Linked DNA regions of Mus musculus: all the other regions are linked to region 7. Evidence: chromatin contacts called from public ChIA-PET and HiChIP or PLAC-seq data. All regions are on one chromosome and are shown on one strand. The core of a region is the stretch at or near the end of the contact, and the rest is flanking DNA. Distances in the headings are between cores, read along the strand shown.

Region 1 (4,072 bases), core at 723-3,222, 390 kb before region 7:
TGAATTGATTCTTTCCTCATTAGCATGGTTTAGAAATGTCCATTAGGACAAAACATGTTGAACAGAAACAGGTTGAGAATGTTGTTTTCTTACTGTAGCTGAGGTAATGATGACTTTTAAGCTCACCCTGTAATAAAGAACCATGCTTTGGTAGTGGGTAGAAAGGAGAGGTTTACATTTTGACTTTGAAAATGGGGAAGGATGTGAGTAACCAAGGACAGTAACTTCTTGGAGTGCCCCTTGCATTTCTTCCTCTTCTGTCCCATATGCTTCCTCAAGTGGTCTTACTATTTGAATAACCAGGCATTTGTACTACAAATGTTTTAGACTGTTTGAGCATCCCTTTTAGTGTTGACTAAAAGGGGAAATTTTGGGGTCTTGATCAAATTTCCTCTGAATTTATGTCTTTGTTCACATGAAAATATAGATGTATAGATTGCTGCCTTTTTGCAGTGTGAATGATGAAACCTTCACAAGTTTCTAGAGCAACATATATTGGTAGGCCAAAGAGATTGTGGATTGGGGTAGAGAGTTTGCTAGGACCAAGAAGGATACTTTTATATTTTATAAATCAAGGGGACAGATAAATATGTGATACATCTGGTATTTTTTTCTAGCAGTAAGGGAGAGACAAATTGATTTTACTATTTAGTAAATGGATTGTGTGTGTGTGTATGTGTGTGTGTGTGAGAGAGAGAGAGAGAGAGAGAGACAGACAGAGAGAGAGACAGAGAGAGAGACAGAGAGAGAGACAGAGAGGGAGGGTGGGGGAGGGTGGGGGAGGGAGGGAGAGAAACTCAAAGAAAAGTTGAAGTGTCAGTACAATGGCAGATGGAGGTGTATACTACTGATTTAGTGGAATGGAGGCCACCACCCAAGACCTTTCTATGTGACTTCTTGGCTGAGTCTTGCCATAGCATTTCAGAACTTTGGAGAGCAGTTAATACTTGAGGAATGTTGAATGTGTTGCATGTGTATGCCTCAGTGCTCATGTGGAGGTCAGAGGGCAACTTTTCAGGAGGAAGTTCTCTCCTATTCTGATCTGGAGGCAGGGTTTCCCTTCTTGTGGCTGCAGCCCTGCATACTCCAAGCCTTTTAGCACTTGACCTTCCTGCTGTTTCTCCTATCTCAGTCTCCAGTTCACAGTCATAGAAAATTGTGCTGTAATTGTAAGTGTATGCTACCACATCTGGCTTTTTATCTAGGTGCTAGGGATCAAATTCAGATCATCAGGTTCACACGGTGTGCACTTTACCCACTGAGCCAGCCCCACAACCCCACTGGTTTCTTATTCTTTAACATTTTTTTATACTTAAGAGTAACTTTGATTTGTTAGTGCCTGTACTTACAAAGTAAATTTAACTTACAAATATTGAAGTTCATTTTAAAAACTGAATAAACTTCTGTTAATCTTTGATAAAAGTGTTAAACTATTAATTATTGCCTTATGCTATCCTTACATAAATTAGATATATGATTCTGTACATGAACAGCAGTAACTTGTGTTGCAGAATATTTGATCTCATTGTGAACCCTGAAATTGTGTTATTTACTGGAAAACCCTGTTTCTAATTGTGGTGTGACTCTGCCCTTAGCACACACCTTTAATCCCTCTGGCTGGAATAGAGACACACCCATAGTACATACCTTTAATCCCCAACAATGAAGGTAAAGTTAGTTTGTAGGAGGAAGCTCCCATGTTTGAAAGTGATGTCTAATTGAGTGGCAGACAAAGTGACAAATCAGAGAAAATTTTGACAGAATAGGATATGCCCCACTTCCATGAGAAGAGGGAGGAAAGAGAGTCTACTTCAGAGTAGAAAGAAAGAAAGGAGGTGGCAGCTTTCCTGGGACAATTGTACAGAGACAGATTGCAGAGAGAAAACAAGCCAGACACAGGTGAAGACAGAATGAGAAGGAACCAGAAGTTAGAACAGATTGCTAGAGTTAATGTGAATGAGTCAGCAGAAGCTGAGAGAAGTTAGACTGAATCATTATTCAGTTTGTAGAGGAGTAGAGACAGAACCAGCCAGCCAGAGCTCAGAAAGAATTAGAAAGGGTGAGCTTATTCAGCAGTAAGTCTCAGAGGCTGAAAACATGCTAGGCCTAGATTAGATTGTACAGAGGCAGGAAGGTTCCCGGACTAGGCCTAGGTTGGCAGACTGAGGCAGTAAGCTTTGGAAATGACAATAACTTCAGGTGAATAAAAGTTAAATTTTCACAAACTTGTGTAACTGATATACTGTATGATTGTAACTCTTAATAGTAAAAAGAAAGATATATGTCAAAAGTAGTCTATCTCCGTTTCTAAGTTTGTTTGTCCAGGGTGATAGTCCCTTTCCTGATGATACATATGAAAAAACCTTCATAGCATTTCTAAGTTAGAGTGACATTGAGCATGTAGCTTTAAGGCTACTATCTAGCAGTTATAAATACTTGGAGAAACTCATGAAAACTAGATGATTGGTGCTAGTGTATTAATTTACAAACAAGTAAGGTGAGGCTTAGGAAGTGTACATAATTTTAACAAAGTCTATCAGGTAGGATGCAACAAAGCTAGTATTTAATGCCAGTCTTGTTAATTACTTTCAGTCGAGGCATAGTGTTTTGGAAGTGACATTTTTAAACTATGGTAGTATTTGTGTTCTAGTGGAAATGCTGGATCTGAAAGATAACTGGTCGAGAAGAAAAGGAGGTTTATTTAACTCATAGCTTTGGAAATTGAAAGTCCAAACAGAGTAGTACAGGCTCTGTAGTATGGAGTGCTATGGTGGACATACATGCAGGAGCAAGCAGTAGGCACAGAGGGAATCAGAGATACTTTGGAGAAATTAATTCAGTTATTAAAATTATTCCCCAGAGGGAATCAGAGATACTGGGTAATCTGTTTTTTTCTAACGACTCCTTCATAAGAACTACAAGGGGGTCTTCCGGGAAATACATCTTTCCTCCATTGACCTTTATAAACACTGTCCTGCCCTACTGTGAAAGTCTTACTCACAGCCACCTTCCAGACAAGGTCTTACTCACAGTGAACCCTGGGGGACAGCTGGATTATATCCAAAACATAGCTCTTGCTATTGAATAGATACCAGCTTCTTACCTTATTTAAGGACAAATATAGGATCAGAGCACATTATTTAATTTTTTTTGTTGCTATCTCTACTTCTCATATAGCACATACATGATATACTTAAATTCTAAATGAAAGATTGCATGTTCAACCTGAATGCTAAACTTTCATAATTTCCAAATGGTTTTATACATTTACTCACTATTAATTAAATTTCTGATGTAGAGGATGCTGAATTTATTCTTTCCATTTTTTTCATAAAGAATTTGTCTTCTGTGTAGAGATGATGAGTTTTAATTTGGATAGATTTAAAAATAAAAAATATGAAAATAAGCTAAACCGAACATAATAACTGCTTTTCCAGTTCTGGGATATTTTTGTCTTTTCTTGTGCTTTTTAGGTATGCACAAAGCCACAGACAGTCATATAAATAAAGTTGAAAGTTAAATTTAGTGACTGTATTTCAAAGAACATTAGAGAATTGTTTTTTCAGAGGAATTCTATGGCTAACAATCTATTTAAAATTATAGGGACAAATATTTTTATTGGCTGGGTCTTGAGCATCAGAAAAATAGCATTGTTTTGGCACTAGCTCCCTTTTAAGATGCCTTGCTTGTGAATTGAATCTTTTTATATTGTAATTTAGAAAATTCACTATAATAGTTACAGAAACTTTTACTCGGTATTGTAGTGTATCTCATTTTCTTTGAGGATTAAAGTGTTTGAAAAATTGTGGCTTGAAATGTAAGCAACCAAAATTTCTAAATTTGAACCTTTGGAGAAATTAATTTAGTTATTAAAATCATTCCCCAGTGATTTGACTAATATAAAGTTTGTGTTTTATAAGTATACACTGGAGAAAGAGAGAAATAAAATCCATATTCAACATTCTGCAGCTGTAACATAGAAGTAATCAGTGTGCAATGCTCCTGGAGGGCAGAAGAGCAAGTAAATTCTGAGTGAATATCTGAGTATTGATGTTGTTGGCCAGGGAACCAA
Region 2 (3,991 bases), core at 448-2,947, 310 kb after region 7:
AGGGTCTCAGGCTATTGTGGAAGGACGGTTCCCTTAGGGGTGGGTTGCAGTAACAGGTCTGAGGAACCTCACTTCCTGCCTTTCTGACTGTGCCTTCCCAGGTTCTGGGAGCTCCTGCTGACTTCTCTGCATCTTCCCTGCCCCGTCGCGGACAGGATTCTCCCCTTGCCTTGCACCTTTCTGCTCCTGTTCTCCTCGTTCCCCGATTCTTTGGCCCTCCTGTCTTCTGCAACCGGTGTTCAAAGCTGGGCTCATGCCACGCCACAGTGTTCTCTATCCCTCTGCTCCCTCATGCCCGCTGGGCCCTGCTCAGTCTGTTAGGATATCTCTTTCTACACTGAGAGCAAAACTGAGTCTTCATTCCTGTTTCTGAGACCAGCATCAGTCTTAGTCTTCCTCATGTTTCTTTCTAGAAAGCCTCCTTCCTGTCCTCTAAGGAGCCTTGGAACAGTGACATCCCTGCGGCATCTTGTTTACCCAGCAGTTTTCTATGCCTGCCTCTCCAGCTCCTTCCAATCTGCTTGTCTCTGCCCACAGCCCTAGCTTGGCTGTTTTGGGTACAGACAGAGAGAAAGCCAGGTTTCAGGCTTTGCTTTTTTTTTTTTGGTCTGCCCTACCGCTGTCTTAGATTCCTCCAAAGAAGGGGCCTTGACTTCTTCACCCACCACAGTGAAACAGGAGCTCCTTCGCCTCCTATTTAAGACCCAGAAGCATTGGGGCCTTAATCTATCTTCCTGAATGTATCTCCTGTGACTTCCCTCCACGTCTCCCAGGCTCTAGCCAAATGGGATGACTCACCGCTATCCAATACACTCCGAGCTTCCCCGCCTCTGTGCTAGGGGAGGGCTCTGGCCCTTTAGCCTGGAATCGCTCTCCTCCAGGTTTGTAACGGCAGGATCCCAAGGCCCATCTCTTATCAGCTTTCCCCATAGGGCACAGTGTTGATAGCACACAATCACATGCTACCTACCTTCTTTCTTCTGCCCCACCCTTCTCTTATCTTAGAATCCATTGTACATTGTCTTTGTCTCTCCTGAAGGCCTTCTCGGGAAGCTAAGCATTATCTCACCCATCTGGCACTGTGCTTTAGAAATTGAAGGTGTTCATTGGCTTCTGTGTTTGTTCCCTGAGCTTGACTAGGTGAGCCCTAGACCCATGGACCCATGGGGGCTGGGTGAACCAACCACAGGCTCCTTTGGCTCTGGCTTGGAGAGTTTCTGTGATACAGGGACAAGAGGAACCTTGTCTCCGCTTAGCAGGAGCCACTGAGCCTCCTGGCTGGGTTGGACTTTGGAAATAGCCATGAAAGACAATCTCTCTCTCTCTCTCTCTCTCTCTCTCTCTCTCTCTCTCTCTCTCTCCAGATATGGACGAATGCTTGGAGAACAATGGTGGCTGCCAGCACATCTGCACCAACGTTATTGGGAGCTATGAATGTCGCTGCAAAGAAGGTTTCTTTCTAAGTGACAATCAGCACACTTGCATTCACCGCTCAGAAGGTATCTTAGTCTGGCTGAGGGCGGTGGTGGTGGTGGTGGTGGTGGTGGTGGTGGTGGTGGTGGGGCGGAGTCTCATCAGAGTTCCCACCCCTTCACATATGAGAAGACTTTATCCTGGAAGCAGAGTGTCTAGAAAGTCTTAGAAGATGGAGACAAGTCCACAATGTGCTGCTAGAGAGACTCGGCAAGCTCTGTTACCTTTCATGGTTGTCACCTAGCAACGTGGCAGGCAGGCTTCGGGATCTCTGCGGTCCCTGCAAACTTTCACACCCTCTGATCCTAATCTCTAAATAGAGAACATTTCAAACCTCAGTACATGGTTCCAGAGAAATAAGGTATGTGATTTGCCAAGTTTTTCAAAAAGATGCTGAAAACCGCAGTACCAGTGCAAGCAAGCCCTATGCCCTGGGCTGGGGATGCGGGCCGGGGCGGGAGCTGGATCCTCCCTCCCTATCGGACTAGCCTCCTTACAGTCTCAAGACACTTCTGGCCCTTCCCTGAGTTTTGCATTTCTTGGGCTCTGTGCTTCTAGGGTTCTGTGGGGGTTGTGGGCAGGAGAAAACACTCTCTCTGGACTCCCCCCCCCCACCCCCATGCTCTCTCCCACTCAGCCATTACCGCGCTTCTGAAGGCCTTCCTCTCATAATCTTTGCTTTGAGTTTGTCTTTTTTTGAGTTTATGTCTTTTATTTCTACTATTTTTAAATTTCTACAGCTTTGTGGGAGTCTTTGGAGGGAGGGGCATCAAGCACAAGTGGCCAATCGGTTGGTTTTTTTACCGAATGTCATCTTTTTATTTCTCTGCTTTTTCTTAAGCCAAATAGGCTTATCTTAGTGGCTGTGTCTCCTTGGTGTTGCCTCCTCCTGTCTTTAGATTTAAGAGCCCAAATATTAGACAGTTCACTCATCTTAGCATATGATGCGTATGATTCCCATATCTTAAGAGTGAAGTCACTTTAAGTTCTTCCATTATCAATCACAGACTTATAAATTTATTATTTGCCATGGCCTTAGTGGACATTTCAAGTGTTTCTTCATGGAAGATGATTTTACTTTTATTTTCCAAGAATGGTGGATTCAGCTACACTTGACAGAATGCCTTGGTGCTGGGGAGCAGTGTATTTGATAGCTGTTGTTCCCATCTGTTCACTCTCAATGCTCACCGGGGTGGGGGGAGTCACAAACACTGGTTCTGATTTCTTATCTCATGTTAGGTGTGACCCTTGAATAGTAGTGGTGGCTTTTTCTTCCTGCCGGGATCTCAAGATTCTGGTGGCATTGGATGAAGTTTCACATGATAGACCTAGAGAAGGGACTCATTAAGGAGTCAGGCAGAGGGTGACCTGACTCAGGGCTCTCTCCTGTCAGTCTGCTTCCAGGACGTCACTCTGGCTTTCTCCTCTGGTGGCTGTGGGGGGAGGAAGGACCTACTGGTAAAGCCATTGCCTCTGCACCCCCACGTAGGCTCTGCCCACCAGCAGCGGCCTGGGCTTCTGGTCTCTTACTTAGCCTGTGTTCCAGACCCCTGGCTCAGCTCTCCTCTCCCCTCCTACAGGTTTCTTAGAGCAGAGGTAAATACGAGTTCTTTCTGTGAGCTGTATTAGAATTCTAACTCTTCCACAATTCAGACATTCTTGGATCCCCTGATGGGTACTTAACGTGAATATAAATGTCTGGAACTAAAACCCAAATCCAAGAATTGTTATTGTGGTCTGGAAGTGCTGTGATCTTCTGTCGAATTTCAGTTTGACTACTAGGCAAATTCCAGCAGGTTACAGCAGTTTGCAATGGCAACCCACTTCCACCATAGAACTTGAATTCTTCAACCAAATGACTTCTACATTCCTAAGGACTTCTTCCTTCATGTGTACTGTAGCCTCTTGGAGATTGTATTCAAAGACTCTAAAATCCACCATGGAAAATGTGTGTGTGTGGGGGTGGGTGGGTGGGGGGGGAGCTGATGTCACAGGCTAGTATTTTCTATTGCTACTGTTTTGTTTTAATAATTATTTACTAAGTATTTTTCAACAAGGAGACCTAGCAGCTGAGTTGGATGGAACTCAAGCTACTGAATTTTTTTGTTAAAAACACTTAGAAAGCCTAGAGCTGTGATGAAAAGAATGTGTGTTTTCACCCGTGTAATGGAGGGGAAACCTCACCCTCCATCTGCCTTTGTTCCCATTCAGGGGTGTTCAGGCTGTCAGAACGAGCCTTTCTCTTTTGTCTTGTCTGCTCTGGGGTATTTAGACAGTGTACTGCTGCCCTGGCTGAGCTGCAGGCGACATCGGGTGACAAGGAGGACTGGGCTTGCAGCAGTGCTCATCTCCTGTCTTGTACAATATTTCCCATCCTTACTTTAAGTTTCCAGAGATATCCTAAAGTGGAAGCCTGGCAAGGGAGCAAAAGTGTGGGGGCATCTCCGGGGTTTCTGTGCATCTTCCTTTGGGTGAACCGTTAGCTTTGGACATGGCTACCAGACCAGCTCCTAGAGAA
Region 3 (4,371 bases), core at 1,027-3,526, 280 kb before region 7:
TATATACCAGGCCAGCCATGAATTCATAGAACCCACATCTGCCTCCTTAATACTAGGCTTAAAAGCTGACACACCATATCAGGCCTACTTGATAATTTCTAAATATAAATATTTAAATTCAGACTTAAAAAGAAACATCACAGAGTTGGAGCGTAAGGAGGTGGGGTAGATCTGAGAGAAATTATAGTAACCGTGAAAGAAAGATATTGTATCAAATTCAAAGAATTAATAAAAATATTTTTTAAAAAGAAGTCACAAATCTGGGGTGGAGTAGGGTGGTGAGGGTATATTCGGGAGGAGTTGGAGAGGAGTCAGGGTAAATATGATCAAATGCATGGTATGAAATTCTCAAAAAAATAATAAATATATTTTTATGGTTCAGAGTGCACAGAAATAAAGGGAAATGTGTTCATATTGTGTAAAAATAACATACATGAATTTTTAAAAATTATTTCCAGTTACCCGTATATCCCCATTCTTCCGGCTCAGCTCCTAGAAGTTTTGAGTTCTCCAACTCCGTTCATTATTGGCGTACACTCCATCTTTAAAACTGATGTCCATGAGCTTGTAAGTACCCAGATGTCTAGATCTTGAGTCTTTTGTTTCAGTCTTGCAAGGTTTCCACATCATTATTATTTTCAAATAAGGTGCATTTCCCATAGAAAAGAAAGACTAGAAGGAAAACAACTGTAAGCAATCTAAATATATTTAATTTTGCAAGTATGGGAGTTTAAAGAAGAAATTATGTATTCATTTATATATTTATTTATGAATAAGATGACTCAGTGGGTAAAAATGCTTAGTTGAGTTTATTGAATTTTTTGTAATTCCAACACTCCTGCTAGAAACAGAGGAATCAGCTTGAAGGTTACAGGTCAGCCAGGCTGATGTGAACAGAAGCAGAAGAGAAACCCTGCTTCAAACAAAGTAGAAAGCCAGAATCAGCTCCCGAAAGTTATCTTCTGACATCCGCATGTATATCACGGCCTCTGTCTGTCTGTCTGTCTGTCTCTCTCTCTGCCTCTGTCTCTCTCTGTCTCTCTGTCTCTCTGTCTCTCTCTCTCTCTCTCTCTCTCACACACACACACACACACACACAAACTAACTAATTAATCAACCAACCAATAAAACAAAAAGCAGAGTTTTTCTATGTGGCCTAGGCTAACTTAAAGGTCCTGAGCTCACAACAGTCCATCCACTTCAGCCTCTGAGTATGTCCTGGCATGGGCTACCGTGTCTCACTTTTAAACAACCTTTGTGTACCAGATCAGATTTATTACCATATTTCTCATATGAGAAATTCTGTATTTCTGTAGATCAGTGGTTGTTAACCTTCCTAATGCTATGACCAATTAATACAGTTCCTCATGTTGTGGTGACCCCAACTATAAAATTATTTTTGGCTACTTCATAACTGTAATGTTGCTACTGTTATGAATTGTAATGTAAATACCTATGTATTTTGATGGTCTTAGGTGAGCCCTGTGAAAGGGTTGATCTACCTCTAAGGGATTGTCACAACCTACAGGGTGAGAACAGCTGCTATAGGTGATAATAAATGATTAATAATCCATTGTTTTATTCATACTTTTCTTACTAGCGCTTAACTTATTAGTATTTTAAAATGAGATCTGCCAATATAGAATGCCTGAAAACTAACAGGAATAAAATAGTTTGCAAATAGTTTAAATTCAGTAAAACTCAAGTTCATTTTGAGCTCCCACCAAATTTCTAGTCCATGTGACATTAGAGACGTTAAAGCTAGTTCAAGAATAATTTGTTTACGGATATCATGCTTCTACTGGTACTATAAAAGTGTGCATCAGAAAACTTCAGAATCAAAAGTTTAGGAAACTACTGTTCTCTGAGGAAATTGTCTCAGGTAATAATTTAATACTATTTAATAACTAAATGTTAATAGTTACAGACTAGCATAGGGAGGAAGGAGAAGGTGGTTGTTTGGAGATATATAAACTAAAAACTAACATCAGTGGGTGTAGTATACAGAAACAAATTCCACTGGGTATATTGTCAGATTTAAGATCTGTCAGCTAATGGAGTGGGTGGGGTTCTTGGTGTGAGATGAGGGGTTGTGTTCTGAAGCTCTGTGCCTCAAGTGCAGGGAGCACACCACGTGGCACTTTTCATGGAGTATAAGAAAAGTTCTTTACCAAAAGAATTTTGTTGCATGATATCTGTAATCCACAAGACTTTGTAAGGCTGCTGCTTTTCTAAACGTTAGCAAAAAGGAAGCTTCAGTGTGGCTCACATAGCAACTGCAGCTGGAACCACATCAGAGATGTCATTGACACGATTGAGTGATCAAAGAAGACCCCTGCACATATACCAATCTGTTCTCCTAACATTGTGTTTCAGATCTATCTAGTTCTTTTTAACTCCAGTATCATCATGTTAAAATATATAAGCTAATAAGCATGTTTATTAAAAAGTAGGCCCCATACAATTTGTAAATTATTTTAGTAGTACTAAAGATAGAGATAGGACAAACCAAATGTTGACAGTTGTAGGGTTCTTCACATTTTAATAAAAAGATAAGAATGAATTATAATCACATTACCAAAATCTTCCGTTATTTATGTAAGTTATTTTTAGATATGACCTTTTAGAATGCTACAAATCAGGTTTGGGGTGTTTGTTTTTGTCTTGGTTTTTGAGACAGAATCTAATGTATCACAGGTTTATCACAAACTTGTACTCCTTACATAGCTAAGAATGGCCTTGAACTCATCCTTCTGCCTCCCAAGTACTAGAATTAAAGATGTACATCACCACTCCCAAGCTAGGCTTTACATCTAAACAGTAATTGTTTAATACATATGGCTTTGTGTTTTGATTCATATGGAATGCAAATGCACTAGCTCAGTTAACATGGAATTTTACCATTAATACGCAGCACCTTGTAGAAATTCCTCAATGTGTCGGCGTCGTTTGCTCCATGGCATCCTTTACCATCCAGGCCTCCTTCCTTATGTTTTCTCTATTACAGTCCCCTCAGGTAGTGTCATCATCGGGATGACTAATGCTAGGCCGCTGCCAGTTCATAGTTCCTTCCTATGGAAAGACAGAAGAAGACATAGAAGAGCCTTACAGCTCTCCTCTTCTGAAGCACAGGAGTGCCCATATCATTTTTTCGTCTTCCACTCTTGTACAATACCCAAATTCCAAGGAAGTTGGGACATGTTGTGTAATTAAGAACTCTTACTATGAACCTCTTTCTCAATTTGGTTTTTCTCAGTTTGCGTTAATTAAGGACAATTTGCTTTAAAACAAATGTATTTTATGAATTGTGGTTAATTTTAAAATTCTTTTTTAGTTAGATGTAATCATAGCAGATTTGGATGGAGGCACTATTAAAATTCCTGAATGCATTCACCTCTCATCCCTCCCGGAGCCTCTTCTTCATCAGACTCAATCAGCACTTTCTCTGGTATGACTCTTTGTTCATGGTAATTCTTCTTGATTTAACCTGAAATTAAGATAACTGGAATTTAAAAAAAAAAAAAACATTGTCTATAACTCTGTGTGTGTGTGTGTGTTTCTGTGTATACATGTTTACACATAGACACTCACACATTATGTTGAGAAGTGCTGTCTCTGTGTAGGTTTGGCACTATTGTGTAGACCAGGCTGACTTGGTCTCACCTGCCTCTGCCCTTCAGGTGTTTTGATTAAAGTTATGTACCACTATACCCCATTAGAGTGTAATTATTTTTAGAGTCCTATGTTTGAAACAAATTCTTATATAGTCTTTAGAAGAGGATCCTTCATTTAGTAGATAGTTATATAAAGAGTATTTGTTTCTCATTCAGTATATTTATACAGTAGATATTATATACCAAATATTGTGAAAATAAAACTCTGCCTTTAATCTCAGCACTAAGGAGGCAGAGGCAAGAGGATCTCTTGAGTTCTGGAGGCCAGCCTGGTTTACAAAGCGAGTTCCAAAGAATTCTACATTCTTTTTGAGGATGTTAGTAGAATTAAGGTCTTTATAATCTTAATACTCTAGTCTAGGCTGTTGAAAATTTGTTTTCTTCCTTAAATAGAAGCTTAAAGTATACAGTTACAGGAATGATTTTATTCTCAGCAAACATTCTACTTTATGTTAGTTCATATGTTTTTTGTCATGGTTATCTATAAAAGGGAGGTTTTTTTTTTTTAGAAAATCCCAATGTTTCCTAATAAATTTTGTAATCTGAAATACAAAATGTGGCAGAATGGGAAAGAAACCAATATAGGACTCAGTTTCCATTCTGCAACTTGATGCCATTGAGCAAATCATATCACTTCAAAAGGGCTATACTCTAGACTTCATAGGATGTTTTATTTTGTAGAGAGATGAACGTGTGC
Region 4 (4,389 bases), core at 1,548-4,047, 420 kb after region 7:
GCTTTAAAGATCTATTTTCTCTGGTTCCAAATAGTCACTATTTTTAACTACCTGTACCCATTTTTAATATTTTATGTAAGTAAAGTCATATGTGGTCCTTTGTGACTTTTTACTCTGTCTGAGTTGTAGTATGCATAGGACTTCATCTCATGTTAAATAGTATTCCACTGTCTGACTGCTTCTCAGTTCATGAATATTTGGATTATTTCCATAATACTGTCTTGAGTGTGCCGGGCGTGGTGGCGCATGCCTTTAATCCCAGTGCTCGGGAGGCAGAGGCAGGCGGATTTCTGAGTTCGAGGCCAGCCTGGTCTACAATGTGAGTTCCAGGACAGCCAGGGCTATACAGAGAAACCCTGTCTTGAAAAACCAGAAAGAAAAAAAAAATACTGTCTTGAGTGTTTTTGTATGGATGTGTTTGTTTTTCTCGAGGGAAAATTCACAGAGTGGTAAATTGGCTTGTGAAGAGATGGCTGGACAGTTTTCCAAAGCGGTGGCAGCATGTGAGGGTTCCGCCTTTCCCTGCCTTTGCCAGAGTGTGTTCTGTATTATTACAGCCAACTGAGGGGATGTCAAGTGGCAGCACATGATGTAATACCCCAAATCACTGTCCTGACAGCCGTTTCTGCTGACCTCCATCAATCTGAAGGGATGCTCTCTTGAAACCCGCTGGAATCATCATTCAGCTAGGATTCCTGTGGGTGGTTTCCGCAGTGATGCGGAATGCAGAATGCTGTGCTCAGCTGAAGAGGAAAACAACGGTGCAGGCCACAGTGGCGAATGATGGGGTGGTGGGGACCCACAAAAAGACCCAGAGGCACCACTTTGTTCCCTCTTTTCCTGCCTTGGTGGATTCAGGTTGCCTCTTCTGCTGGGCTCTGGCTGTACACAACCCTGTGCTCCAAGTAGATGTGTCAGGCTTCCCAAGATGTCACTGTTACTGAACAAACTTTGCTATCTTGCCTTGCACTGAGGTGTGTCATCTTTTCTTTATCCTTTAGGTTACCATTATAATTTATCTCTCTATTTTGGGCCTTCTGCTTCTGTACATGGTATATCTTACCTTAGTTGAGCCCATCCTGAAGAGGCGCCTCTTTGGACACTCCCAGCTGTTGCAGAGCGATGATGACGTTGGGGTAAGTTCTGGTGCTGCGGTAGCTGCTCATTGCCAGCCTCTGCCCTCATATGGTGTGGTGGAAATGGTCGTAGGTAGATCTTTCCATGAGACTGCAGGTCCTCACTTAGACACTGATGCATGTTCTAACTAGTGTGTATCTCTCGATGAAGAAATTGTTCTAGCAAGCTGTAGATGTAGTTATTTCAACTGGTGGTCCTTGGTGAGGATTTATCCAGGAGCCTTCGCTGTTCATGCGCAGGAAAACATCCGGGGTAGGCTTTTTCCTCAGGCCCCTGCAAAACATTTTGCCTCTATCACCTGATACTTTTGAAGGCAAGCGGTGGCTCATGCCTTTGGTTCCAACACTTGGGATGTCATGGCTGGTAGATCTCTGTAAATTGGATGCAAGCTTGGTCTATATAGTGAGAGCCAGGAAAACCAGTGCTAAACAGTAAGACCGTATCTCCAAAAACACAAAAGAAAAAAAGGCAAGCATTTCCATTGAAAGGGGAAGATGAAGGCCATGACATTCTTGTCTTACTCCTGTACAGGTAACCTACTGTTCTGTATGTTCTTTCATCGTTTTGCTTAAAGAAGAAGCAATGGTACTTTTCTTTAACTTTAGAAAAAAAATGTAGCCATCACTCTAGAGATTCTCCTATAATTAAAACATGTTTGCCCATAGATTGTTATTCCCAGTGTGTAAACTGTGTGATGGTTTCCTTTTGGCTTTAACATTACTTCATTAAAAGTGTTCATTAAAAGGGAGCTAGGAAGACAGCTTGGTGGATAAAGCACTTCTTGTGTAATGTGAGGACCAGAGTTTGGATCCTTGGGGCTCACAGAAACGCTGTGTGGACAAAGTGGCCTGCCTGTAACTCCAGCAAGCAGAAGGTGGAGACAGAGTATCCAAGAGCCAGCTGCCTAGCTATACTGACCACACAAGGGAGCACTGTTAACTGATAGACCTGCCTCAGTAAGGCAGAGAGCAGGAGAGGAAGACCCCAGATGTCAACTTCAGGCCTTCAGACACAGGTGTTCATACATGTGCATATGCACTGACCCATGTGTGTACACATACATGTAAACAGACATGCATGCATATGTACATGCCACACACAGAGAAACACGTAAAAAAATGTCTAGGAATTGACACAATCTATAAGCTTGTTAAGTATAGTTTAGAGAATTGATTATTAATCCTATCAATGTCATATGTAGAATATTTCCAAATATTCCATTATCATATATAATTACTATTTAGAATGATTTTTTTCTTTTCATTTTATTTACTACATTCCTAAAAGTGGATAAAACCCAGTGTAATTTCAAGAGTCAAGTGCAAAGCCAAGCCTGGAGTAAACTTGCTAACCACCATCAAAAGTATTTTTAGTGCAGGAAATCCTAGGTGTTCAGGAGGCAGAGGCAGGAGGATCACAAGGTCAAGGGAAGCTAGAGGAGCTTAGCGAGCCCTTGACTCAATAAAACATTGCGGCTGGGGATAGGGACTTGTAACCCTAGTACTCTCGAGGCTAAGACAGGAGACTCACAAGTCTGAGGGTAGCTTCATCTACATGAAGAAACTCAACAACAATAGAAACCACACCAAAAAGAAAGGAAAGGAAAGAGAAACATTTTATTTAATTCACATATTTCCTGTTATTTGATTCGCAGTGTCTACAGTGTAACCACTAAGGGTAGCACTAGCACCTCCTGCAGAGCCTGGGATTGGGGCATCTACAGGCTCCACACCTAGCTTTTCTAAAACTTGCAGATAGTTTTAAAGACCATCAGGAGGAGGTGTGGGGATGGCTTAGTAGATAAAGTACTTGGTATGCAAGCATAAAGACCAGAGTTTGAATCTCAAAGTCCATGTAAAAGCTGGGTACAGTAGCACCTGTCTGCCTGAAACCCCAGTGCTCCTACAAAATGGGAGGCAGAGGCAGAAGATTTCTCAGAAACGCAGGGCCCGCTTGCCTCATGCATGCAGCGGTGAGCAATCAAAGGCCCTGCCTCCAGCAAGGTTGATACCTGAAGCTGTTCTCTGACCTCCATACAGCTGCCTTGGCCTTCCCATGGACCTATACTCCCCCCTCCCCAGCACACACACACACAAGCACATAATACACATCATACATACACAAAACAATCATTTTAATTAAGAACAATTGATTTCAGAAATATATTGGTAGGCTGAGAGAAAGGTGAGTCTGGAGATCTGATGTAATAAAACAAATTAAAATTTAAAAACAAAACTAAGCACAGACAGGCAGGATGTTGTGGTATGTATGTGTAACCCCAAAATTTAGGAGGTAGAAGCAGGATGATTAAAAGTTAAAGATCATTCTTGGTCACATAGGGCGCTCAGTGACAGCCTGGGCAACTTGAGAACCTGTCTCAGTACAAAATAAATTCAAACAAACAAACAAGACCCCAAAGGGCTTAAGAGATAGCTTAGTGGTTAAGAACACACATTGTTCTTTCAGAGGATCTGAGTTTCAATCCCAGTCCCTCCATCAGATGGCTCACAACTGCCTGTCACTCCAGCTCCAGGGGCTCTGGTGCCTCTGGCCTCCAGTCTCGGTAGGCACATGCACACACATACAACATAATTAACAATAATAAATCTTAAACACAGGACACACATAAATCAGATAGTAGGATTAATGCCTAGAGAACTTGTATAGCAAAGCAGTAGAATCTCAAATATTGTTTCCATGGTAATTTCCATTTATATGTTCTCAACCCTGACTGTATAGATACTAGGGTTAAATTATCCTTTGTTGTGGAGAAACCTTGCCTTTAAGAAACCTGGCAGGAGGACAAAATCACTACCAGTTGAGAACTACTGGCATAAAATGTCTATCAAAGGCCTCACAGTGTTCTGTTCCTAGCACAAAGGTTTATGCTTTCTTTAATACATCCTTACAGCATTAGTTACCTTCTGCTCCCTCAGACAAAATGTTAGTGTAATACACGCAAAATGTAAGCTGGTGCAGAAATACATAGGTGTAAACATGGAGGACAGACGACATTAACTGATGGGCTTGTATGCTTAGTAACCACTTGGCCCATCGGTGATTAATTCTGCCTACACATTGACCATTGGAGACACTGTCACTAAGAGCCCCAGCTGACTCTGATATTTGTCAGACTGATTCTAGGCAGAGAAAGGCTTTCCAACCAAAGCTGTGAGTTTAACTGAACAAACAGAAGTCAAATTTCACTTCCTATTAACTGCTTAACTCACATGGGAGTTCTTTTGGGGTTCA
Region 5 (3,909 bases), core at 1,212-3,711, 500 kb before region 7:
CTTATTTTCAAGGTTCACAGGCTTTGCCCAAGCTCCTCTGGAGAATTCCTACAAACCCCAGATAGTTCTGCTCTTTCCACCTCGGCCAGCTCTCTGGCTCCATGCTGTAGATTCTTCTGTCCAAATACCTGCCTCTCTCAGAATCCAACTTGCCTGAACTTGCCTGCCTGCCCGGCATGAAGCTGCACCACTTCCCTTTGTGATAACCCACGCTGGGCTGAGACTCAACAATTCGTTAGTAAACAATTGGAGAGGAGAGAATTACAACACAGAGAATCTCACAAGCAAATCCCTCTGTTCAGATTCCCTGGGTCCTAGAGTGACCCCGCATTCCTTTCTGCTGTGACCAGACTTGAAGCAAGGGCCAGCCACCTCCCAAAAATGGGAATTTTCTTGATTCCCCCAAATCCTGAGGTTCAGGGAAAGGAGATTGCAACTTCTCCACACTCCAACCTATAAGGCCCATCCATATCCCACATCTTTCTTTTTCTGCTTTAGGACTGATCTTGTTCCAGGTGGCCTGAGAACAGAAGGGTCCATTTCATGGAAATATCTAACATCTAAAGGATACCAGAGCAGGCATCCAGACATAGAACACCACATTTGTGATACTAACAATCCCCATTAGAGTCAGCTAGGGGTTTTTTTTTTTTAATTCTCTTTCTAACAGGAGTCTGTGATCAGGGTTACACTGTTCCCCAGTCATGTGCATTTCCTAGCTCCTGTGACTAAAGGATGACTTACCCATCAGAAGATTTCTAAGAACGGGCGATAATGGATTATTTAAATACATACTTGGAAAATAAACCCTGCTCCAAAAAGGAACCTGTCCTGTGTTAACCTGACACAGCCCTGAGTCTCCTGGGAAGAGGGAACCTCAGTTGTAAAATTACCAATTATGGATTGACCCATGACCAAGTGTACAAGGAGTGTGTCTTGACTGATGATTGATATGGGAGAGCCCAGTCCACTGTGGGTGGCACCATCCCTACGAGGTAGACCTGAGATGGTAAAGGAAGCTAGACAAGCTAGTAATAGCATTCCTCCATGGTTTCTGCTCCAGGTTCCTGTCTTGAGTTCCTGCCTCAATAACAGATTATGATCTGGAAGTGCAAGCTGAAATAAACCTGTCTCTTCCCTATGATGCTTGTGGTCAGAGTGTTTTATTACCGTAACAAAAGAAAACTAGGCCAGGGCCATTTGAAAAAGTCAGCTCTATAATTCATGTCAACAACTAACCTAATTTTGCAAAGTAAAAAGTTCAGGTTCTTAGAATCAAGTTGTCAGATCATCCTCATTCCAAATTCAGGTTTGGTTTGTTTATTTGCTTTTTGTTTTTCTTATGGCTGAAACTGGAACACAGCCAGTATAGTGTTTGCCCAGAACAGAGTCCTGGATTCAACCCACAGCAGGAAAAACATTGGGTATAGGTTCGTTCACACCTGTAATCCCAGCACTTGGGAAGTAGAAGCAGGAAGGTTAGGAGTTCATGGGTTGCCTTTAAAAATCAAAAATCAAAACAAATCGAGGAGCATGGTGGGGTATGCCTTTAATGCCAAACTCAGGAGGTAGAGGTAGGCATATCCCTGTGAATTCAAGGCCAGCCTGGTCTACCAAACAAGTTCCAAGCCAACCAAGGCTAGACTGTGAGACCCTGCTTCAAGAAGAAGGAAATCAAAGGTTTTTTAATCTAATATGCATGGACATTTTGGTTTGGATGGTGAATATGTGCATAAAATATATTTCATGCTAAAAGTGTAAAGTCTAATGCAGAGCTCCAGAGCTTCCTTTTGTAACGCCAACCATAACTGTATAAAAACAGTTCATTACGTTTATAGACTCGAGTATGGTTAATTTTGATATGTCATGCTTTTATTTACTCATGATTTTTAATAATAAAGAATAGTATTCCTACAGGAAGCACTTCTTTAGACGCTTCCTCTTTTAGGAGACAAAACAGCTTACAAGTTATAAATAAAAGGGTTATTTTGTTTCACTTTCTCCATCAAGGGGATCCAAAAATCTTATTTTTAATTTATACAACTTTTAACCGGAGCGGGGTGGGGGGAGGAATATGTGCAAGTTCACGCAGGTGTCTGGAGAGAGGTCTAGAAACCGACATTAAACCCCTTGAAGCTGGAGTTACAGGCAGTTATGGCCTTCTGACATGGAAGCTAGGAACTGAACAGAGATCCCCAGCAAAAGCAACACAGCACAGGCTCTAAACCACTGAGCCATCTCTCTAGATCCAAATCCAAATATCTTCAGGTCCAGTCTTACTCACCTACACTTTGTTCCATGTGCTTTCTTTCTGGACAGAGAAAAGTGGGGTTCTGTGGACATCATAATGCAAACAACACCAGTAGAAAGTAGATCCTAGCTACTCTCTGTCTGCTGGCTCCTGCTGTCATGCCAGACCATACTTGATCTGAAAGGAAGTGTCACAGATCACAAAAACACACGGTGAGCAGACTGGCCAAGTATGCAGCCAACTGCTCCCGTTCAGCTGGAGGCTAAAGCAGACAAACAATAGAGCCACTTTCAAAGTGAACTTCCGTTTCCAGGATGAGAAGGAAACACTGGGACATAAGCTCTTAGGAGACACCTGTGGTGAGCAGGCAGCTGTGCCAAGGAGTGTAAAGAATTAGGAAAGAGAGGACTCGGGAGTCATCACATGGACTTGTCTGTCTCCTAAGCTTTTGGCCTTGGGTCCTCTTGTGCCTGGCTTTGTGCTAAGACGCAGGCAAATAACTCTGAGTAAGTCAGAGGCTCCTGCCTGCCTGAGCCTTACATTGCATTCCTCTGATTCAAACCAATTGGACATCCTAATTAAAACATCTATGACAACACCTAGGACTTGTGTGCCACTGAGGACAGTGGACTCTGAACCGGCTGTCATTTCCTCGGTTTACTAATAGTAATGTCTGGAAGACCAGGGACACCTAGTGTGACCCCTCCAGACCTCTGGTCCTCAAGTCATTTTACCCTGGAACGGCTATGCCTTTGAGGCTCAGCCATTGTCAACAGGCAGTGACACAAAGCACCTGCCATTTTTGGCAAAGACCAACTGAGCAAATGCATAACTCAGAAGCCTGTTACAGTTTCTGAAAAAAAACAATTACATCAGCAATTACTCAGGAGTCTCCCAAGCAGGCTAAAGAGTGCTGTCTTTACTGTGTGCGTGCATGCGTGTGTGTGTGTGTGTGTGTGTGTGTGTGTGTGTGTGTGTGTGTGTGACGGCTGTGCTCTGGTCTCATGTAATGTGACAGAACTAACAAAGAGCGAGCAAAGTGGTACAAACATCTCCACAGTGCTTTCCTAGGCTACCCAACACAGTCCTCAGGAAATGGTGTAGCGTGTATTTGGTTGTTTGAGACAGAGTTTCTCTGTGTAGCCCTAGCTGTCCTGGGATTTGGACTGTAGACCAGGCTAGCCTCAAACTCACAGAGATTCATCTGCCTCTGCCTCCTGAGTGCTGGGATTAAAGTTTTGTGCCACCACTATCCAGCAGAATATACTTTTTAACCCTTTAAGCACTACAGAAAGTATATATATATACATACGTATATAATATATTTCACCTTATTTAGCCGTTCCACAAAGTATACATATTCAAATACATCGTGTTGTACATAATAAAGACAGTCTGCTCTCCATGCCCACATGTTTCATATATTCAAAGTCAACTGAATACAGATGGGAAATACTGAGGGAAGACAACAAACAAACAAAAAAATTGGCGTGGTGGCTCATATCTGTAACCCCAGCTTGGGACGCTGGGGGTGGGGGTGGGGTTGAAGGCAGCCAGGGTTTCACAGTGAGTTCAAGTGAGAAGAGATTGGGCTTAGCAGGATCTGCCTCCCCAAGAAAACAAAGAAAAAAGAAAAGAAGGGAGGGAGGGAGGGAGGG
Region 6 (4,297 bases), core at 1,610-4,109, 360 kb before region 7:
TTAATTAAGTAGTCAAAGTCTGGTAAAAGGTCAGCTACTAATCATGCTTAAAATTGACTGTGAGGCAGCCAGGACAGTCTGATGTATAGCCAAGGCTTAATGCTTTTCCTCCCCTTCTTATTACCTTTTGGTGGGAGGAAAGAAAAAAAAAAAAAAACAAAACCTTTCCTAATCGAAACAGAGTTGGCGCGCGCGCGCGCGTGTGTGTGTGTGTGTGTGTGTCTGTGTGTATGTGTGTGTCTGTGTGTCTGTGTGTATGTGTGTGTGGTGTGTGTCAAAAATGTTTCCATATTTGTGTTAAATCTTTCCATAAGGACAAGTTGGCTGAATGAATACTGGTAATAAAAGGGGAAACTGAGAGATTTCAGAGAAGGAAGTAGGCAGTCTGAGCAAAGCAGGTCAACCTGAAAACTGTCTGTTGCACATGTATTTCACTCATTGGCTCTCTGTGTATGTTTTTCATTTCTGTGAGCCAGCTCCATATCAGCTGCTGGATGATATCATCTGTCAGTTGGTGAATGATACTTATTGATGTTGCTTATTAGCATTATGAAAACAGTTTCATTACAAGAAATTAAATATCTATAGTTTACTTGTTGTTTCCAGTTTAGACATTAGATTTGAAGTCAGTGAATCTTTTAAATAAACAAAACAAAAGGAAAAAAACCCTCCAGAAACCTAAGCTGCATTGTTGGGGGTCTTTAAGGATGTACAACAGTGTGAATACTTATACTTTGTGGCCATTAATTTTTTTTTTTAGTTAATATTGAAAATTTTAATGTAAAAAAGACTAAGTCTTTTTTTTTTTTTTTTTTTCCAAGACAGGGTTTCTCTGTATAGCCCTGGCTGACCTGGAACTCACTCTTAAAGATTAAAGGCGTGCGCCACCACGCCCGGCCTAAGTCAAATTTTTAAAGCAAACATGCCATAACAATATGGCGTCATTTCCATAATCAGTGCCCATAAAATGGCATCAGTACAAAAATCTAAGCAAAGACCGTAGAGTAGCAAGTAGAGTGCCAGGGAATGTTGGCTTTAAGAAGAAGCTTTAACAGGTAAGAAAGGAGAGCATAGGGCATAAGTGGAAGCATGCAATTCAAATGTACAAATTATAAAAATTCTCCATTCTCATAGCTGGTTTCTTTAGAATGGCTAAATTTTAGCCTAATTTTTTTTTCCCCATCAACAAGCCAATTGGACAAACTCATTTACCCGAATTTACATGTAAGTAATGTGGAAAAACTGGAGACATTATTCAGATGAGTAAATTCTATTCGTTTTCATCATCTCTGTGATCAGGTTGCAAAGGACAAGCTTTTCTCTTTGCTTTTCCTAAGCCACTGCTTCCTGCTTCTTCAGGAATCTGGCTCTCCTCTTTAGACTCTTTAGCGGACAGCCTGAAGAATTCCCTGATGCCTTTTTGCCGCTTGGGAGTTGGGCGCACACAGACTGGGTTCCCTCCTGCATACTTATTTTCAGCTTTTCTCGACGAACTTGAAGAACTGGTGACAAAGGTGGAGGAGCCAGGCACCTTCCTAGGGGCTTGAGAAGCCAGCGCTTTTCTGTAGGCTCCTGGGACGTAGTTCACACAGGAAGAGACAACTTTCACCGACACCCCAACTGCCGATGTCTCAATTAGAGAAGAACCGTGGCCATTAATTATAAATATACTCACTGCAAAAGACAAGGGGAAGAGGTATGCTCAGTCTTTGTCATATAACGTTTAGAAAACATCGCAAATCAGAGAATTAGGCAGAGACCACAGATTTATGTAGTTAAGTATATTATTAATGCAGCCACTTTAATTTTGAGCCTAGGATTTCCCTCTTAAGTATGTAACATTATTCCCTTATGACAGTACATCCCTGACCATTGCAGAGTATCTGCTGGCAGGATATGAACTTGAAAGAGCTGGTTGTTCTTTTTTTAGTAGCCTTTGCCCCCCTGCAGATGTGACTTTAACAGAGGAAGGGGTATTTGCGTGTGTGCGTGCATGTGTGCATGTGTGCGTGCATGTGTGCATGTGTGCGTGCGTGTGCGTGTGTGTGTGTGTCTTGCCCCCAGGAGTAGCAGAAATAAAAAACAGTCATTTGTTAAAGTAATTTAAATATAGAACTTGTATAACTGCTTAAAAGTTTAATGGCTTGGGAAGCCAGGGCAGGAGAATTGTGAGTTTAAAATCATTCTGAGCAGTTACAAAACCACCTTTAAAAAATTTATTATTTCTATCCTAGAAATTAAAAATAACCTGTTCAACCATCATTTCAGACTTTATAGGAAACAGACTTTTAGTTTTGTTAAACCTGGAAGATGAAGATTGATGGTAATTGTTTTACCGGATGGCATTCGTCACTGGATGCATGGTCTGGTCTAAGCAACTACTTCCTATAGAGTGGGAAGCAGTTTTGTAAGTACTTTCTTCTAAAGCACAGATCAGAAACATACATTTTCTGATTACATTTCAAGGTTTGATATTAAACCAGAACTTAGTTTCATTGTGCTAAAATCTTTTAAAGATTAGTATTTTGTTGAAGAATTTGAGTCCTGTCCTGCCTACTGCTTGACTTACGTATGCATGTTGTTGTTGTTGTTATACTTGAGTCCCTATTGTAATCTGGAATGCAAAAAGAACTTCCAGGAAGGACATAAATCTTACTTTAAAAATGTACAAGTAGGAATAGAGTCATCAGTCAGTGACTAAGGATAGCTGAATTCAGTTTACTGATGTTAAAATTGTCTAATGTCCTGTGCTTCAGTGTAACTAACATTTGGCATTCAGTATCTGTAACTGTGTTGAAGTGAAAGGAAAGGTGAATTCTAACAATGAGTCAGAGCAGCAATTGAAAGAGGCTTTGTTTGTTTCTTTAACTTGTTTTGTAATAAGATCAGTTGTTTCAGTGAATAGCAGTTGTAGAGGAACTGCACGTTGCACATTGCTTTTCAAGATGAAAATTCTTCTCATTCATCATGAATTCCAGAAAGAGGACTTTTGACCAGAAGTATTATATTCCTTCCTTCCTTCCCTTTTTTTGTTTGTTAGTTTAAACTAAATACTTTTCATTCTTTAGACATTCTGTAGCATCACAGCTTCCCTTTCATCCTGAGAGGAGTCCTGGTGTGTGGTTATTGTTAGGGCAAGCTGTCTTGTAAGGCTGTTTCACCAAGTTCAAATAGATCTTTGTAGTTCTGTCTAAGAGGTAGGTCACCAGTCCTTGTCCACTCTTCCCCTCTCAATAATCTTGAATTGCTTGTCAATACTGTGAAAACAAAACTCTCCCCAACTGAGCTTTGAACTTACTGTACTGCTTTGTCACTCTGAAAGTTTGAGGATTTTATTTAATTTCTCTTAAGATTGAGTTTCCTGTCTTTAAAGCCTCCCTTCCCTCCTCTGCTGCCCTTCCCCTGCCCCTCCCATCTAGTCTCTCCTCCTTTACCATCACCTCTCCAATCCTTTTCATTCTTTCATGCAGTATATTGAACCTACGGCCTCTTGTCAGCCAGCTAGCTTTTTCTCATTAAGCTATACTCAAGCCCTAAAAACTCCGCCACTTGTAATTCAGTTTCTCTCCTCTGATGGAGAAAAGATGGACACCTTCTACATTCCTAAGGCTTTTAAAATCTATTAGGGAAAAGTAATTGTTTAGAAAGGGATAGGTGCATGCCATTGTGTAACTGTGTGATAGTGTCTCTGCTCTGCTAAGAACTCAAAACCTATGTGAGTGAATTAAGTCTGAAGGCTGGTTAGGATTTTTTCCACTATGGAGACACAGACACTGGTAGTGAGCAGACCAAAGCAAAGTAGTAGGAAAGATGGAAACTTGCTCAAAGAGGCAAGAGCTGACTGGGTCAGGGAGCTCAGGCAGGGACTAGGGGGTAGTTGGGATGGAAATTGCCATTTTCTAAATTTATGAAGCCAGATAGTGGAGGCCTTAAAGTTGTGAGGTATCTGTATTTGAAGTAGGAGGCAATAAGAAACAATTGTAATTAAAAAAATATTTATTTATTTTATGTGAATACACTGTTGCTATCTTCAGACACACCAGAAGAGGATATCGGACCCCATTACAGATGGTTGTGAGCCACCACGTGGTTGCTGGGGATTGAACTCAGGACCTCTGGAAGAGCAGTCAGTGCTCTTAACCGCTGAGCCATCTCTCCAGCCTGAAACCATTGTAATTTATTTGCTTGTTTTCTTAAAAGAAGACTGGGTTCAACTATGATACCCTTGAACTACTGTTCCTCTTGTCTCTACTTTCCAACTGCTAAGATTATAGGCATGTATTATACCCAGACCATT
Region 7 (4,110 bases), core at 1,117-3,616:
CCTTTCCTTCATGACTAGAACAACCTGTGTTCTCTCTTTTTCTGTGCCATAAAAACGGCACATTTTTAATCCCCCAGGTACTCTGAGGAAAATCCCAGCACGGTGAAGTCAGCACTCAAGTTTCCCCAGGGACTCCCATACAAGGAGGTGAGGAAGGGTCTTAGCAGGACGCGTGCAAAAGAACCATCCCGGCACCGAAACTGAGTGGTAAGTGAGGCATAGAGCATTTGCATGACTAACGCAGGGGAAAACCCACCAGAGAGCCATTTCTATTTAAATGCTAAAAATGCAGAAGTGCATCTACTTGGGCCTAACATGGCTTTAAAAGGAAACAACCGTGCCTCTGGAGTTTTCTGGGTGGAGATGGGGGCCTTCTGTAAAGAGAGAGAGAAACCCAGGCCTAGTGACTTTGCATGACTCCTCCTGTAGAGGCCAGGCAACACTCCAGGTCTCAGGGCAGGGGGTCCTTTTCTGCAGAGTCCTGAATTTATAACATTGATTTTATTTCCTTTCATTTACTATTTATATGTAAGAAGCAAGGTCTCAAAGTAACTGTATAACCAAAGAAGACCTTGAATTTTGGATCCTCCTGTATCTATCTCTCCACTATAGACATGAGCCACTACACCTGGGTTATGTGTTATGGTCATACATTCCTAGCCCAACATTGATTTGAGATTTTTTTTTTTTTCCTTGAGAGTCTTATTATGTAGCCCTGGCTGGCCTGGAACTCACAGGGACCCATCTGCTGGCCTCTGCCTCCATAGCTGTGATTGAAGGAAGGGCTATGTGCAGCCTGCATTTCTGTTTTTTAAGACTTATTTTTATTTTTAACGTATGTGTGTCTACACTAAGGCTAGAAGAGAGCATTGAATCCTATGGAGTTGGACTTACAGGCAGTTGTGAAGCGAGTGCTGGGAATTGAACCTGGGTCCTCCGGAAGAACAGTAAGTGCTTTAATCACTGAGCCATTTGTTCCGAGCCCTGGACCCACAAACTAAACTTAAGAACTCTTTGGTAATCAGAAAAACTACTGGACTTCCTTCCAAAAACACTGCACGTCTGCCTAAAAGTTGAAACAGCTCACCCAGTTTCATGAATAACCCTGGATCCTAAAATGTTCTACTTGAGTCAACCCCCAGGTTAAGGACCCCTGGTAGGCTTGAATAAACACATCTTATAACACATGCTGCCTTCAAAGCCTGTTTACAGACGGTGATAAATAAGAAAATAAATAAATAGGAATTCATTGAAAAGAACTACTGCCTTCAAAGACTAGTTAAGTCTGTTTACTAGAGGTGGTATACCTGGGCAGGGTTGGGAAAGGTGATTAGTGAGTCCTTTAGTCCAACAAGCAGTATCCTAGATCCGGGGCTCAAGAGCTTCAAGGCCAGAGAGACAATGGGACTTTGAGGGATTTGTTCTGAAACAGGATTCACTGTAACTCAGGATAGCCTCAGATTCTCTATGTAGCAGAGGCTGGTCTTGACGTTTTGTTTCACCAAACGCTGCAACCACCGTCAAGCTTACCTGTCTCTAAATTGTGGTCTTGGATTGATTCTGACTGAATTTCCCAGACGCGGGTTGTCAGGGCATGATCAAGGGAAACCCAGGCCACAGGTGCAGTCCCTGGGTCACCCAGGAAGAGCTTGCGGAATGTCCTGTCTGTGAGTGCCCTCTGCTGGGAACGCTCGGTCCCGCTACGGGACTGCGGCTGCGCACTGGCACCACGGGGCGGCGCAGACTTCTTGGGTGTAGTGCATAACCCAGCGGACTGCCTAGCCTCGGTAACTCCAGTAATGCTCTCTAATATTGTTCATCGTGCCTTCCCTCCGACCCCTCAGACCCTCTGCTTCTCATCATGACTTTGACCACCAAACCGTACTCTAGGCTCCTAAGGCTAGTCGTAGAAACATCGGAGCACCCGTTGCATATATGAAACATGTTTCTCACGACTGAACCGAGTGTTTCGATTATAATTCCAAGGCAGAAAAGGATGCAGGCACGTCGCGGCAAAGAGAAAATGGACACCTGGGTGGTGAGGAAAAAACGGGAGCGCCCAGAGTCTAGCTCCGCACAGCGACCTCACAGTGTTAAGTGCCCGGTACCCTGGATTTAGCAGGGCCAGCCCACTCTGCAGCAAAATTAAGCAAAGCCAATTCCTCCCTGTGTTGGAGAGTTGGCACCAGTGACGCTCTAGACTTGAGCAAAAGGACGCCTGCTAAAGCGTTGATCAGGGTTGGGGCCCTTGCCTAGCAAGCATGGGGCTCTGGGTTCCTAAGAAAACTGAGCCCAGGATGTGAGCCACGTGGTGGCTTTTGTCCGGTCTTCCCGGGACCACGGGCGCCAGCAGGGGGCGAGACGTTCCTTTTAACCCCGCTCAATTGAAGTTAAAAATAGAAGCTGAGTTCAACTGAAAAGCATGAGACAGCAAACGTAGAGAAACTTGATCAGGCCGATATGAAGTAACATTTCCAAATACGGCAGTAAGGGCATGAGACAGAGCAAACGTGGAGAAACTTGATCAGGTCGATATGAAGTAACATTTCCAAATACCTCAGTAAGGTAAGCAGCTTCGGCAGGAGCGCTGCTCTAGGAAGTGAATGAAAACTTCGAGGTGTAAAAAATGTTAAGTTCCAAGTCAGACATCAAATGAACTTTCAGGGATTAAAATGGTAAATGTTTTAAAGACAAAGACACGCAATATCAATTAGAGTAAACGTTTTATCTGTGGATAAATATTGGAATTCTCCAGCTTTAAATAACAAAATATTACAAGGGAATTCAAAACCATGAACACTAAACAGAGTTTTAAAAAGTAATAATAATAGCCTGAGAAAAACTGTCTCCAACAAAATTCAAGCTGAGAGTATCTCAAATGAATAAAACTTTATACAGAAAAACAAACCAGAACTGGGTGGTAGTAGCACGTGCCCTTACAGTCAGCACTTGGGAGTCAGTCACCTTTCTGAGTTCGAGGCCACCCTGTTCTACAGAGTAAGTTCCAGGACAGCCAGGACTACACAGAGAAACCCTGTGTAAAACAAAACAAACAAACAAAAAAAAACTCACAACCAAACAACCCCCCCCCCGCCAGCCTCCTACATAAAACAGATATATTGGTGATAGCCTGTAATCTAGCACCTCAAAATCAGAGAATGTGAGTTTGAGGCTAGCCTGAACTGCACAACAAGACTCTGTCTCAAAAGAAAACAAACAACAAACAAAAACAAAAAAGAAAAAAAAAAACGCTAACAAATCTAATAAGATGGGTGGGTAGCACCGCCCATCTGAGAGGTAGGGCAGGTAATTAGGAGTTCAAAACTGCCACTTTTTCTCCCCTCCTGTATTTTTATTTATGTGTATATGTGTACACCATGTGCATGCAGTGCCCACCAAAGGCAGGAGAGGGCGTTAGAGTCCTCTGAGACCAGAGTTACAGATGGTTGTGCGTTACCAAGTGAGCCCTGGGAATTGAACCTGGGTCATAGGGAAAACTGAGCCGCCAGTGCTCTTAGCAACTGAATCAGCTCTCTAGCCCCTAACGATATGATAATTTTAAAAACAGACTCTTGAGCTATATAGGCCAGAATAGGGCACTGGATTCCCTGGAACTGGAGTTGCAAACAGTTGTTAACTGAGTGTTCTTAACTACTTAGCTTAATTGAAAAGTGGCAGCAGGAAGATCAGGGGTTTAAGATCAGGCACAGCTACAACTACAGTGTGTTCCCAGTCAGCCATCCCTAGCTACACAGGAAATTGCCTGGGGGGATGGGTTATAATGCTTAAGAGTCTGGTGTAGGTCTGCAGCACAACAAATAAACAAAACAAAGTGGAAAAGCAAAGCAAACAAACAAAAACCTGCTGCCCTCCAGCTGACCAGAGTCACCTGAGAAGAGAAAACTTCAGTTGAGAGATTGCAGGTCTGTGGACACTTTCTTTATTTGAAACAGGGTTTCACTATGTAGCCCTAGCTGGCCTGGAACTTGCTGTGGAGACCAGACTGGCCTAGAACTCATGCGATTTGATCCATAAGAGAAGGCTGAGAGAAAGCTCAGAACAGTGCTAGATGAGACATGCTACTAGCATCTGGTTAGGCAGGGTAGGGGG

Evidence for each region. HiChIP or PLAC-seq counts read pairs in DNA pulled down with a chosen protein or histone mark. ChIA-PET counts read pairs in DNA pulled down with a chosen protein or histone mark.
Region 1: an H3K4me3 HiChIP or PLAC-seq map of bone marrow-derived macrophages shows a contact between it and region 7, with 4 times the contacts expected there. The contact joins two enhancer-like sites. A contact is called at or near these places in 2 of 15 datasets of contacts at CTCF or cohesin (CD8 T cells and large pre-B cells), 7 of 484 Hi-C or Micro-C datasets (B cells, the P5424 cell line, cerebellum and 4 more), 10 of 115 datasets of contacts at active chromatin or transcription factors (acute myeloid leukemia, astrocytes, bone marrow-derived dendritic cells and 6 more) and 2 of 9 other capture datasets (embryonic stem cells and embryonic trunk).
Region 2: a contact with region 7 is called in an H3K27ac HiChIP or PLAC-seq map of extraembryonic endoderm stem cells. The contact joins two enhancer-like sites. A contact is called at or near these places in 1 of 115 datasets of contacts at active chromatin or transcription factors (extraembryonic endoderm stem cells) and 2 of 9 other capture datasets (adipose tissue and liver).
Region 3: a contact with region 7 is called in an H3K27ac HiChIP or PLAC-seq map of T-cell acute lymphoblastic leukemia, with 4 times the contacts expected there. The contact joins two enhancer-like sites. A contact is called at or near these places in 3 of 15 datasets of contacts at CTCF or cohesin (CD8 T cells, large pre-B cells and pro-B cells), 58 of 484 Hi-C or Micro-C datasets (the 63-12 cell line, the AML12 cell line, B cells and 38 more), 19 of 115 datasets of contacts at active chromatin or transcription factors (the 230-238 cell line, the HPC-7 cell line, the SCID.adh cell line and 12 more) and 6 of 9 other capture datasets (adipose tissue, bone marrow-derived macrophages, embryonic stem cells and 3 more).
Region 4: an RNA polymerase II ChIA-PET map of memory CD8 T cells shows a contact between it and region 7, with 12 read pairs. The contact joins two enhancer-like sites. A contact is called at or near these places in 2 of 484 Hi-C or Micro-C datasets (the G1E-ER4 cell line and embryonic stem cells) and 2 of 115 datasets of contacts at active chromatin or transcription factors (bone marrow-derived macrophages and memory CD8 T cells).
Region 5: an H3K4me3 HiChIP or PLAC-seq map of bone marrow-derived macrophages shows a contact between it and region 7, with 5 times the contacts expected there. The contact joins two enhancer-like sites. A contact is called at or near these places in 1 of 15 datasets of contacts at CTCF or cohesin (large pre-B cells), 2 of 484 Hi-C or Micro-C datasets (bone marrow-derived macrophages and common lymphoid progenitors), 15 of 115 datasets of contacts at active chromatin or transcription factors (T-cell acute lymphoblastic leukemia, bone marrow-derived macrophages, cardiomyocytes and 8 more) and 1 of 9 other capture datasets (embryonic stem cells).
Region 6: a CTCF HiChIP or PLAC-seq map of the NIH/3T3 cell line shows a contact between it and region 7, with 6 read pairs. The contact joins two enhancer-like sites. A contact is called at or near these places in 1 of 15 datasets of contacts at CTCF or cohesin (the NIH/3T3 cell line), 2 of 484 Hi-C or Micro-C datasets (B cells and CD4 T cells), 5 of 115 datasets of contacts at active chromatin or transcription factors (cardiomyocytes, epiblast stem cells, fibro-adipogenic progenitors and 2 more) and 1 of 9 other capture datasets (embryonic stem cells).

The regions. Positions count from the first base shown.
Region 1 is chr7:110,553,346-110,557,417 of GRCm38.p6, reverse strand. All of the region lies in intron 2 of Sbf2 (SET binding factor 2), which reads left to right. Among named protein-coding and RNA genes, the nearest start is that of Gm46027, 51 kb to the left of the region's middle. Within about 2 kb of position 1,972, at least 19 of the 459 cell types and tissues checked have an H3K27ac peak or open chromatin away from gene starts, as enhancers often do. A contact at or near this core is called in bone marrow-derived macrophages, where this site is marked.
Region 2 is chr7:109,849,942-109,853,932 of GRCm38.p6, reverse strand. It overlaps Scube2 (signal peptide, CUB domain, EGF-like 2), which reads left to right. Exons shown (of 22, transcript NM_020052.2): 4 at 1,365-1,499. Among named protein-coding and RNA genes, the nearest start is that of Scube2, 14 kb to the left of the region's middle. Within about 2 kb of position 1,697, at least 87 of the 459 cell types and tissues checked have an H3K27ac peak or open chromatin away from gene starts, as enhancers often do. A contact at or near this core is called in extraembryonic endoderm stem cells, where this site is marked.
Region 3 is chr7:110,446,091-110,450,461 of GRCm38.p6, reverse strand. Sbf2 (SET binding factor 2) reads left to right here. Exons shown (of 41, transcript NM_177324.2): 8 at 459-567; 9 at 3,335-3,448. Among named protein-coding and RNA genes, the nearest start is that of Gm46027, 160 kb to the left of the region's middle. Within about 2 kb of position 2,276, at least 2 of the 459 cell types and tissues checked have an H3K27ac peak or open chromatin away from gene starts, as enhancers often do. A contact at or near this core is called in the P5424 cell line and T-cell acute lymphoblastic leukemia, where this site is marked.
Region 4 is chr7:109,740,294-109,744,682 of GRCm38.p6, reverse strand. Tmem9b (TMEM9 domain family, member B) reads left to right here. Exons shown (of 5, transcript NM_020050.1): 4 at 1,002-1,136. Among named protein-coding and RNA genes, the nearest start is that of Tmem9b, 9.8 kb to the left of the region's middle. Within about 2 kb of position 2,797, at least 31 of the 459 cell types and tissues checked have an H3K27ac peak or open chromatin away from gene starts, as enhancers often do. A contact at or near this core is called in memory CD8 T cells, where this site is marked.
Region 5 is chr7:110,667,618-110,671,526 of GRCm38.p6, reverse strand. No RefSeq gene overlaps it. Among named protein-coding and RNA genes, the nearest start is that of Gm21123, 30 kb to the left of the region's middle. Within about 2 kb of position 2,461, at least 43 of the 459 cell types and tissues checked have an H3K27ac peak or open chromatin away from gene starts, as enhancers often do. A contact at or near this core is called in bone marrow-derived macrophages, where this site is marked.
Region 6 is chr7:110,524,098-110,528,394 of GRCm38.p6, reverse strand. All of the region lies in intron 2 of Sbf2 (SET binding factor 2), which reads left to right. It also overlaps the pseudogene Gm10087. Among named protein-coding and RNA genes, the nearest start is that of Gm46027, 80 kb to the left of the region's middle. Within about 2 kb of position 2,859, at least 25 of the 459 cell types and tissues checked have an H3K27ac peak or open chromatin away from gene starts, as enhancers often do. A contact at or near this core is called in the NIH/3T3 cell line, where this site is marked.
Region 7 is chr7:110,162,552-110,166,661 of GRCm38.p6, reverse strand. No RefSeq gene overlaps it. Among named protein-coding and RNA genes, the nearest start is that of Wee1, 43 kb to the right of the region's middle. RefSeq lists an enhancer at 341-3,853. Within about 2 kb of position 2,366, at least 301 of the 459 cell types and tissues checked have an H3K27ac peak or open chromatin away from gene starts, as enhancers often do. A contact at or near this core is called in the NIH/3T3 cell line, the P5424 cell line, T-cell acute lymphoblastic leukemia and 3 more, where this site is marked.